Linked DNA regions of Mus musculus: region 2 is linked to region 1. The links are chromatin contacts, called in public promoter capture Hi-C maps. All regions are on one chromosome and are shown on one strand. The core of a region is the stretch at or near the end of the contact, and the rest is flanking DNA. Distances in the headings are between cores, read along the strand shown. Region 1 holds the start of Platr20 (pluripotency associated transcript 20). Region 2 holds the start of Ppp2ca (protein phosphatase 2 (formerly 2A), catalytic subunit, alpha isoform).

Region 1 (4,078 bases), core at 769-3,268:
CTGGTTTCCCAGGCACAGGAAGAGAGAGACTGGGCCTGACTTGAGCATCTGAAACCCCAAAGCCCATGCCTGAGTGACACACTTGCTCTAAGGCCAGACCTACTCCAACAGGGCCACACCTCCCAATACTACCAACCCCTATGAGCCTATGGGGGCCATTTTCATTCAAACCACCACATGGGCTTAAGAGCCCATGTCCCTCTTCTGTCTATTAGCATGTTCTTTAAAGCATAGGTAGATCCTTTCATAACTGACTGACCTATAGCAATGTAAGATACACCTGTGACATGCTCTGTGTGATAATGTCTACAATATGGCTGTATTCTAATAGCTACATAGACAGTAGCATCATCAGCTTCAGTCTGTAAAGGCATTTCCAAGATGGCCACCATCTCTAATAAATGTGCACTCTCAGAATCATTTCTCTCAGAATTTAAGGCAAAAGCATATGGAAATCCTGAGTGTGCATCAATTGTATGATGCATTAACATATGTATATACTGTAATTCTTCAAACTCTACAAACTGAAACATATAATCTATAGTATGGCATCATTAAACAGATCTATATTCTTAACTCGGCATAAGTCTCTTTATCTAGAAATTTAATAGGCTGCCATTAAATTTGACTAGCTAGCTGAATGTCTGGAACAGGGCTAGAGTTACAAGGTGGCTCTAGGCTTTGGTCTGGCTACCTCTGAAGATCATTTATTTCGAATCGGAATTTCCCAATCTCTTTCCTATTACCTCCATTCCAGCCTTTAATTTTTCAGTCTTTCCTTCTCTAAGTCTGCTTTATTTTCATCTCTCTTAAACAGGATATCTAAAATTGCCATCATTACTGAAAGTGTAATTATTTGTATGCTGATGATCGTATCAAAATTATATGGAATCCAGATGCCCTGTGTTGTTGTGTTTTCCATTTCTTAACACAGAATTTTTTTCTTTTTCAATCTCTAACTCTCTCCTTCCCAAAGAGATTTTATTTTATTAATTTTTAAATTATTTTTTTCTTTTCTTTCTTTAGCACTGAAGCATAATTCCAAATATTTTTTTTACCTGTTCAAGGGCTTCTGTCTGGGCTTAGATAGGTATCTTCCGCGTGTTGTCTCTGTTGAGCTGTTCGGCGGCTTGCACCTCCCACTGAGGGTAACCCTGTTCCAGACATTCAGCTCCCAGTCAAGCCCGCTGTTGGCCCCGCCCCAGCCCTTAAGCCCACAAGGAATAGTTGGACCCCCTGTTCAGCTCAGTCTAACAGTTTACTGGAAGAGCCGAGGCTTCTGGGCTTTGGAGTGCAGGGACCTGATCTGTTCGCTTTGCCAGTAGCTCACAGAGTGTGTAGGATGGGGTGCCTGCCTGTCCTGGGCCCACATGTGTAAGCCCCCGGGGCTGCTTGCTCAGACCTCTGTTAGCACCAAGACTCTCACTGGAGTAGTGTGGGCTGACTTCAGCCTTTCCACTGTTGAAGCTATGAGCAGAGACGAAGCCTGCCACGCAACATAGTCAGATTGTGCGTGTGGCTGTGCCTTGGGGATGGGGTGGGTGGTGGCTGTGGTGTGCTAAGTGTGGCTAAGTATGTGCATGCACCCCGAGTGGCCTGGCTCCCAGGTGTCTGTCTAAAGCTGCTCTGACCTTCTCTGCCCCGAGGCTCTGATAGTGGATCTGGTTTTTCTGCTCAGTGAGGGCTTCTTAAAGAAGCACTCGGCCTCTGGCGGTCTCCTGCTTCTTCCCTGCTCTTTGGCTAGGAAGCCGCCTTCACCCAGGACTTTCCCCAGGCTCTAAGCTTGGATTTTCTTCCGCACATTGAGCACCAAACGCAACTGTGGGTCTTTCTCTATGTCCACCTCAGTTCCCAAATAATGGCATAAAGGCTCATATTTACTTACAATACTTTTGGTCTTAGCTTAGGCTTGCTCCTAACTAGCTCGTAACTCCATTAGCCCATTTATACTAAGTTCTGCCTAGTTACCTCCTCGGTTACATACGTCCAACTTTCTCCGCATCACAGTAGCAAATCTCCCGCCCGTCTCTCTTTCCCAGAGTTCCCCTCTCTGTCCGGAAGTCCCACCTTACTATTCTTAGTCTGCCTTTTGCTATAGGCCATAGGCTTTTTATTTTAACCAATCGGAAGGTGCCTTAGGCAGGCAAGGAAGGACAGAGACACATCTTCACACAGTGTACAAAACAACACTCCAACAAGACAGGGTGGTGCATGCCTTTAATCCGGGCACTCCTGTGACAGAGGTAGGTGAATCTCTGTGAGTTGCCCGCCAACTTGGTCTACATAGCGAGATCTAGGACAGCCAGGATTATGAGGTGAGACCCTGTCTCATCCCATATCTTAAATAAGCCAGCCCCGCCACAAAACCTCTGACCTACAATGTGTCCTGCTTGCAAGATGTGCTGGGGTAATGGCGGTACTGAATTTGTGAGAGTAGAAAGCAATGTCTGATTTAACTTGAGGCTTACCTACTCCGTGAGCGGGCGGGCGCCCTTGCCTGACACTTCTTGGAAGGCCAGAAAATGGAAACTGAATAGTCCAGAGATCTAGAGTAGAACCAAACACGACTAGTCTTTTTTTAAAAAATGATTCCTAATGATATTTTACTGTGATTAGAGATTAGTGACTTGTCCCGTTGTCATCAGAGAGGCTTCCTCCAGCAGTACATGGGAGCAAATGCAGAGATCCACAGTTAAGACTTTATGTGGAGAGAGTCTAAACTGGAGTCCGCCGGAGCTCCGGAAATTCCATGTAAGAGGTGGCGGAAAGACCTTGGGAGTCAGAGGGGCTAAAGGACACCAGGAGAATATGACCCACCAAATCAACTAAGCAGGACACATATGGTTTACAGAAACTAAAGCAAGCACCGGACCTACAGAAATCTGTATCCGGTCCTCTGCATATATGTTGTGGCGGTTAGCTTGTTGTTCTTGTGGAACTCCTAACTGTGGGAGTGGGTGTGTCTTTGACACTTTGGACTGCACTTAGGACAATTTATTTTTCCCCTCTTAGGTTGCCTTGTCTAGACTCGGTTGAGGGCTTTTTCTTTGTCCTATGGTATTTTCTTTTTGTGTGTACAATTGGTTGTGGTCTCTTGGAAGCCTGCTCTTTTAAGAAGGGATGTTGAGGGGGAGTGGATCCAGAGGGGAGGGGAGTGGGGTAGATGGTAGGCATGGTGGGAAGAGAAATGTTGGTGGGATATAGTGTATGAGAGAAGAATCTATTTTTAATGAAAAGAAGAAGAACCCAACTCGCGGGATTAGTTCCGTCCAGATCCTCATTCTCTTTATAATCCTGCTACTTAATGCCTTCGGCCCTTGGCTTCCCTCTCTCCCTTCCTCCTGCTCTTCCCTCTCCTCCACTGCTCTCCTGAGTTCCCCCTCTCTCCGGGCTCCACTCTCTGGTTCTCATCTCCTCTCTGTTTTTCTCCTAGCCAGATCTAGTCTGCTGAACATGCTCGATCTGCTCTATTCTCTCTGCTCTGGGCTCTCACAGGTGCCCCTGGCTGTTTTCTCTCTCTCATATTTACAACAAGAAAAATCCCTGGTTGAGCATACCATGAGCAGTCATGTCTTCAGTTTATCCAGAAACCATGAGCACAGTTAACAGAAATTCTCTGATCACAGAAGAGAGAGTGGAGATGAGATTGAATGGCTCTCCTGGCACTAAAGGTTGCCGTTCTAGAAATGGAGCCTCCACAACAGAAGACTAGCAGAGAGATGAAAAGTCAGCCCCCTAACCACCTTTCTAGGTGACCATCTCACCCTACGCAGGTCCCCTCCCTTTCAATAGTTATGGTTTCCTTGGAAGATCAAGAACAAGGCATAAAGAATGGAGTCCTATCCACTCATTTAGTATTGCATTTTATTCTGATGTGAGGCAGACATGGGCACCACAGGACAAGGGGTATCCACAGTTCTTCAGAGAGGATAACTGAGATTCTATTATCTTTGCTGATGATCTGGATTGTCCTCTGAGGTTGAAACTTTCTAGGGAAGCTGGGGTCTCCTCGGTCAGAGGCATGAACTAGCTATGACACTTATCTTGGAGAACTCCTGTTGAAATGATCCTCCAGGAT
Region 2 (3,992 bases), core at 1,344-3,843, 880 kb after region 1:
GCCTATTATAAAGCTATTTGCTCCAGGTTACCCTCCTCCTACCCCGCCCCATCGTCAGATGGTTTTTATTTATAGCTATGTTTAAACATCCTGGGCAACACAGACTCACTGTACCCAGATTCGTCATCTAAGCAATGGTACTCAAAGTTGTCTTAAGGATCCTTTCGGGTTTGTCCAGAAGTTAAAAGGATAATTCTTTTTCTCTTTAAGTTATCTTTTGGCTTTCAAGACAGGGTTTTAAACCTAACTCCTTTTGTCTTAGACTCATTCTGTGGTCCAGGCTGCTCTTGAGATGGAAGCAATTCTCCTGCCTCACCTTAGTGCTGCCATTACCAACATGAGATATCACTCCCAGCCATTTAAAAATTTTTGTTCTCAGTATTCATCAGCTGTCAAATTGAGTAAGCTGGGTCAAATTAGTTAAGGCCCAACTTTCAGATCCTTTTATTATATTGGAAGTTCTACAGAGTATGAGAGCATTCTTGGTTTCCAGTAAGGGTAAAGACACTCTGATTAGCATAGTTCTGTATTGTTTATGATCGGGTATGCCTTACTCCACTGCCTGAATGCTAATGAGAGCTTCCTAGAAGTCATTCCTTAAGAAGTTAAGTTGCAGCATCTAATTATTTGGCAGGATGTTTAAGTACATGTAATTCTATCTTTCCTCCATTTTGTGAGGGTGGTGAGCCAAGTAACCTGCATCAGGAGAAAATAAATAACACATTAACGCTACCAGCAAGGAGTGCCTAGCTAGAGTACTTTAGAAGAACCTTCATTATATAACCTTGGCATATATAGTGGGCGTTTAGTACTTTTCAATCTGCCAGACTAGCATCATCATTGTCTTTGCAGGTGAAAAAAGGCAGTCAAAGGGATGAGTATTGGTCCTTTCTGTGGTTTAGTAGCTGTATGACTCTGGCTGAGACCTTGGCAGTATGAAGTTCTCAGTCTTGACCACTATCTTGAAGAAGCCCCTCCCCTTTTGTGTGTGCCCGCCTACTTCCTGCCCTTCAAGACAGGACCAGTTCTTGCTGAGTACAGGGCAATGGAGAAGAATAAGACAAGACAGCACAGTGAACATGGCTTTATAACTATGGGCACCAAACAGTCTTTATTTAGTCATCTCACGTAGCCTTAACTCTTACTCCTGTTTGTTTTGGGGGGCTATTCACTGCAAACCAGAGTCAGAATTTGAGCTGAAAGGACTGGCAGAACAAGTATGTATGGAGGCGTCTAGAAGAGTAGATCTCAGGTACTTTCTTCGGGAACTCTAGTGGGAGGTACCCACTAGAGAAAGCAGAATTGGTCAAGCCAGTTCCCCTGGCCAAGCAGGTTGTCCTTGATAAAGGAGGATTTTCATCCCTGCCATTTGTGGATGGGGCCACTGAGGTCCTCTTGTAGCTTGTGGGTCAGGGTGTCTTCTGATGCTCTGAGCTGTGTCTTCTCCGGTGTGTGACAGGCTTGACTGTTCCCCACAGTATAGCTAGGTCAGCTCTTGCCTTGACCTTCATGGATAACCATCCTTTGGCTTCTCTCCCAGACTCTGGAGGGGAGCAGTGTATGACTTCCATCCATTCCATTCATTTCCAGCCAGGAACATTCAAGCTCCACCAGGGCAGTAGCCCCTTTCTGTCTGCATGACCCCTTTGTCCCCTAAGCATGGGATCTGGTCAACAGTTGATGCTCTGTAGAGCCAAGTATCTCTGTGAATGCAGACAGTGCAATGTGAACACGTTTCACAAGCCTCAGAAGAGATTTATAACCAGGTCGAAGGCTGATCCTTAAGAATATCAGCTTCCTTTACAGAACACACGGTAGCTGCTTCTACCAGTACCAGAACACAGCCCTGGCTTGTTCCTCTAGAATGTAGGACAAGATTATTTCCAGTGGGCACAGGTCTCGGAGAAAAGTGCACACCAGAGGTGTTGAAGGCCACAGGAGAGGAAGCAAGGCTTAGGAAGAGGCCAGGATCGAAGGCCCACTTCGGCCCCGCCTTCGTGCAGGGACAGGTGTGTGCTGGGGGTGTAAGGTGCGCGGGCGACACATCCCAGCAGGTACACCTTCCTTCGCCCACGAATGACCTAATTATAGGAGCCTGCAACGGCCAGAGGTGGGGAAGGTCACTCCAGGCAACCTGCCACTAGGCTTGTCCCCAAAGGTGTGTGACTCCCTTGTGGTTCCCAGGGCTGCTGGACTAAGCGCCTTAGGGTTGCCTTTAGTCATCAGGCTGGCAGAGCCCAGACCACATCTGAGAGGTATCACCCAGAGGCCTTCCAGAAACACCAGGTCACAAGGAATAAAAACCTCGCCTACACGGACTGCTCATGCGCCGAGACCGCGCAGGCGCCCTGCGGAGCCTGGGACGCCAGGATTAACCAGCACTGCGCTTGCTCGGACTCGCTTCTTCCCTTCCCCCGCCGCCCTCCCAGCGGGAGGACCACGCCCCAAGAGCGAAGCCACTTCCTTCGGCAGCCAACTCCGCTGCGCTTGCGCCCCGGCTCCACGGTGCGCAGCTCTGGGTCCCGGCCCCACTCCGTCGCCCTCCCCGCGGCTCCCTGACGCTGGCGTGACGTCACCACGCCGGGCGGCCGCCATTACAGAAAGCCGAGTCCCGAGCTAGGGCGAGCGGAGGAGGAGGCACAGCGGCCGGCGGCCGAGCACTGCGGAGCGAGCCAGCGGGCCGGCGCCAGCGCCCAGCAGCCGCCTGGGGCCGCAGAAAGCACCCCGGGAGAGCGGCGGCGGCGTGTGCGTGTGGCCCGGGTGCGGGCGGCGGCGCGGGAGCAGCGCGGAGCGGCAGCCGGTTCGGGCGGGCGGCATCATGGACGAGAAGTTGTTCACCAAGGAGCTGGACCAGTGGATCGAGCAGCTGAACGAGTGCAAGCAGCTCTCCGAGTCCCAGGTCAAGAGCCTCTGCGAGAAGGTGAGCTGCTCTCGGCCGCGGGTGCGGCCTCTGCCCGGGCCCGCCTATCAGGAGGCCGCGGGGACGGTGCAACATGGCGGCACGGAGGCCAGACCCCCGAACCTAGCAGCCCGGCGCCCGGCGCTGCCTGCGGCGACTCGCGAGGGACCCGGCGCCCCCCGCCTCCCGCGCGCTGATTGGATGGCGCCGCCACCGCGGCCTAAAATGGCGCCGCGCGCCGGACTCCGGGCTTCGGAGCCTCCGGGCCGAACCCGGCCCGACCCTGGGAAGTGGGGCGGCCGGGACCCTCGGTGGCCCGGCGAGGGACTGGCTGGGCTTTGCGCCCGGGAACGGGTTCCGGACTCATGGAGTCAAAGCATTGCGCTTGCACTCGGGCTTGCTTCGTGGAGCGGGCGCTGCCCACAGGGTCCCCCACAGCAGGGCTTGTAGGCCAGACCCCAGCGCCTATGGAAAGGTCACCTCGCTTTCCTGTCGGTCTCCACGCCTCGGCTTCCCCGGAGCCCTGTTTAAAGTGTGTGTTTAACGATTATGAAGGGAGTCGCTAACCCAGTTCCTACGAAGGTCATAGTGGTAGTTTGAAGGGAGGAATATAAAGTTTTCTTAGTTGGACAAATGGAGGATTTGGTGAGTCATACTACAACGAAGAGCTTTGGGATTGGAAATACAGTGTCACATTAATTTATGATGTATATGCTGACTCAAATTGGGTAGTGTGAAACCCTTCTGTGTGTAACGTACTTGGCGTGGAGCCATTTATTTTTGAATGAGCAACATAAACGGGAAGAGAGTCAAATTTTTTATCCTCTCTGGTTGCAAAAGTTTCTTGGATTGTATTTTTGTGGCTACAATCAGCAGTAGAAATCCCCGTGTTGACCGATTTCTCTATTTCAGACATGGAACTGAGTCCACTCCTTGAAGTGATAACTCGGTATCTCAGGTTATCTCATTCCATTGGTTTTCTCCAAGAATTGGGGAAGCAAGTTGTTCATGTTGTATTCTTGAAGTCTTAATTAATGCAATTTTCTATTAGAAAAATGTGTCTCCACTTCATTTTAGCTTTTCTTTTCAGGGT

What was found. Promoter capture Hi-C pulls out the DNA fragments that hold promoters and counts their contacts.
Region 2: a promoter capture Hi-C map of embryonic stem cells shows a contact between it and region 1, with 5 times the contacts expected there. The contact joins the promoter of Ppp2ca here to the promoter of Platr20 in region 1. A contact is called at or near these places in 1 of 39 promoter capture datasets (embryonic stem cells) and 1 of 115 datasets of contacts at active chromatin or transcription factors (bone marrow-derived macrophages).

What each region holds. Positions count from the first base shown.
Region 1 is chr11:51,218,400-51,222,477 of GRCm38.p6, forward strand. It overlaps Platr20 (pluripotency associated transcript 20), which reads right to left and starts at 2,019. Exons shown (of 5, transcript NR_110444.1): 1 at 1,969-2,019; 2 at 1,059-1,154. Gm12569 (predicted gene 12569) reads left to right here and starts at 2,172. Exons shown (of 6, transcript NM_001378502.1): 1 at 2,172-2,243.
Region 2 is chr11:52,096,231-52,100,222 of GRCm38.p6, forward strand. Ppp2ca (protein phosphatase 2 (formerly 2A), catalytic subunit, alpha isoform) reads left to right here and starts at 2,594. Exons shown (of 7, transcript NM_019411.4): 1 at 2,594-2,920. The coding sequence starts at 2,819.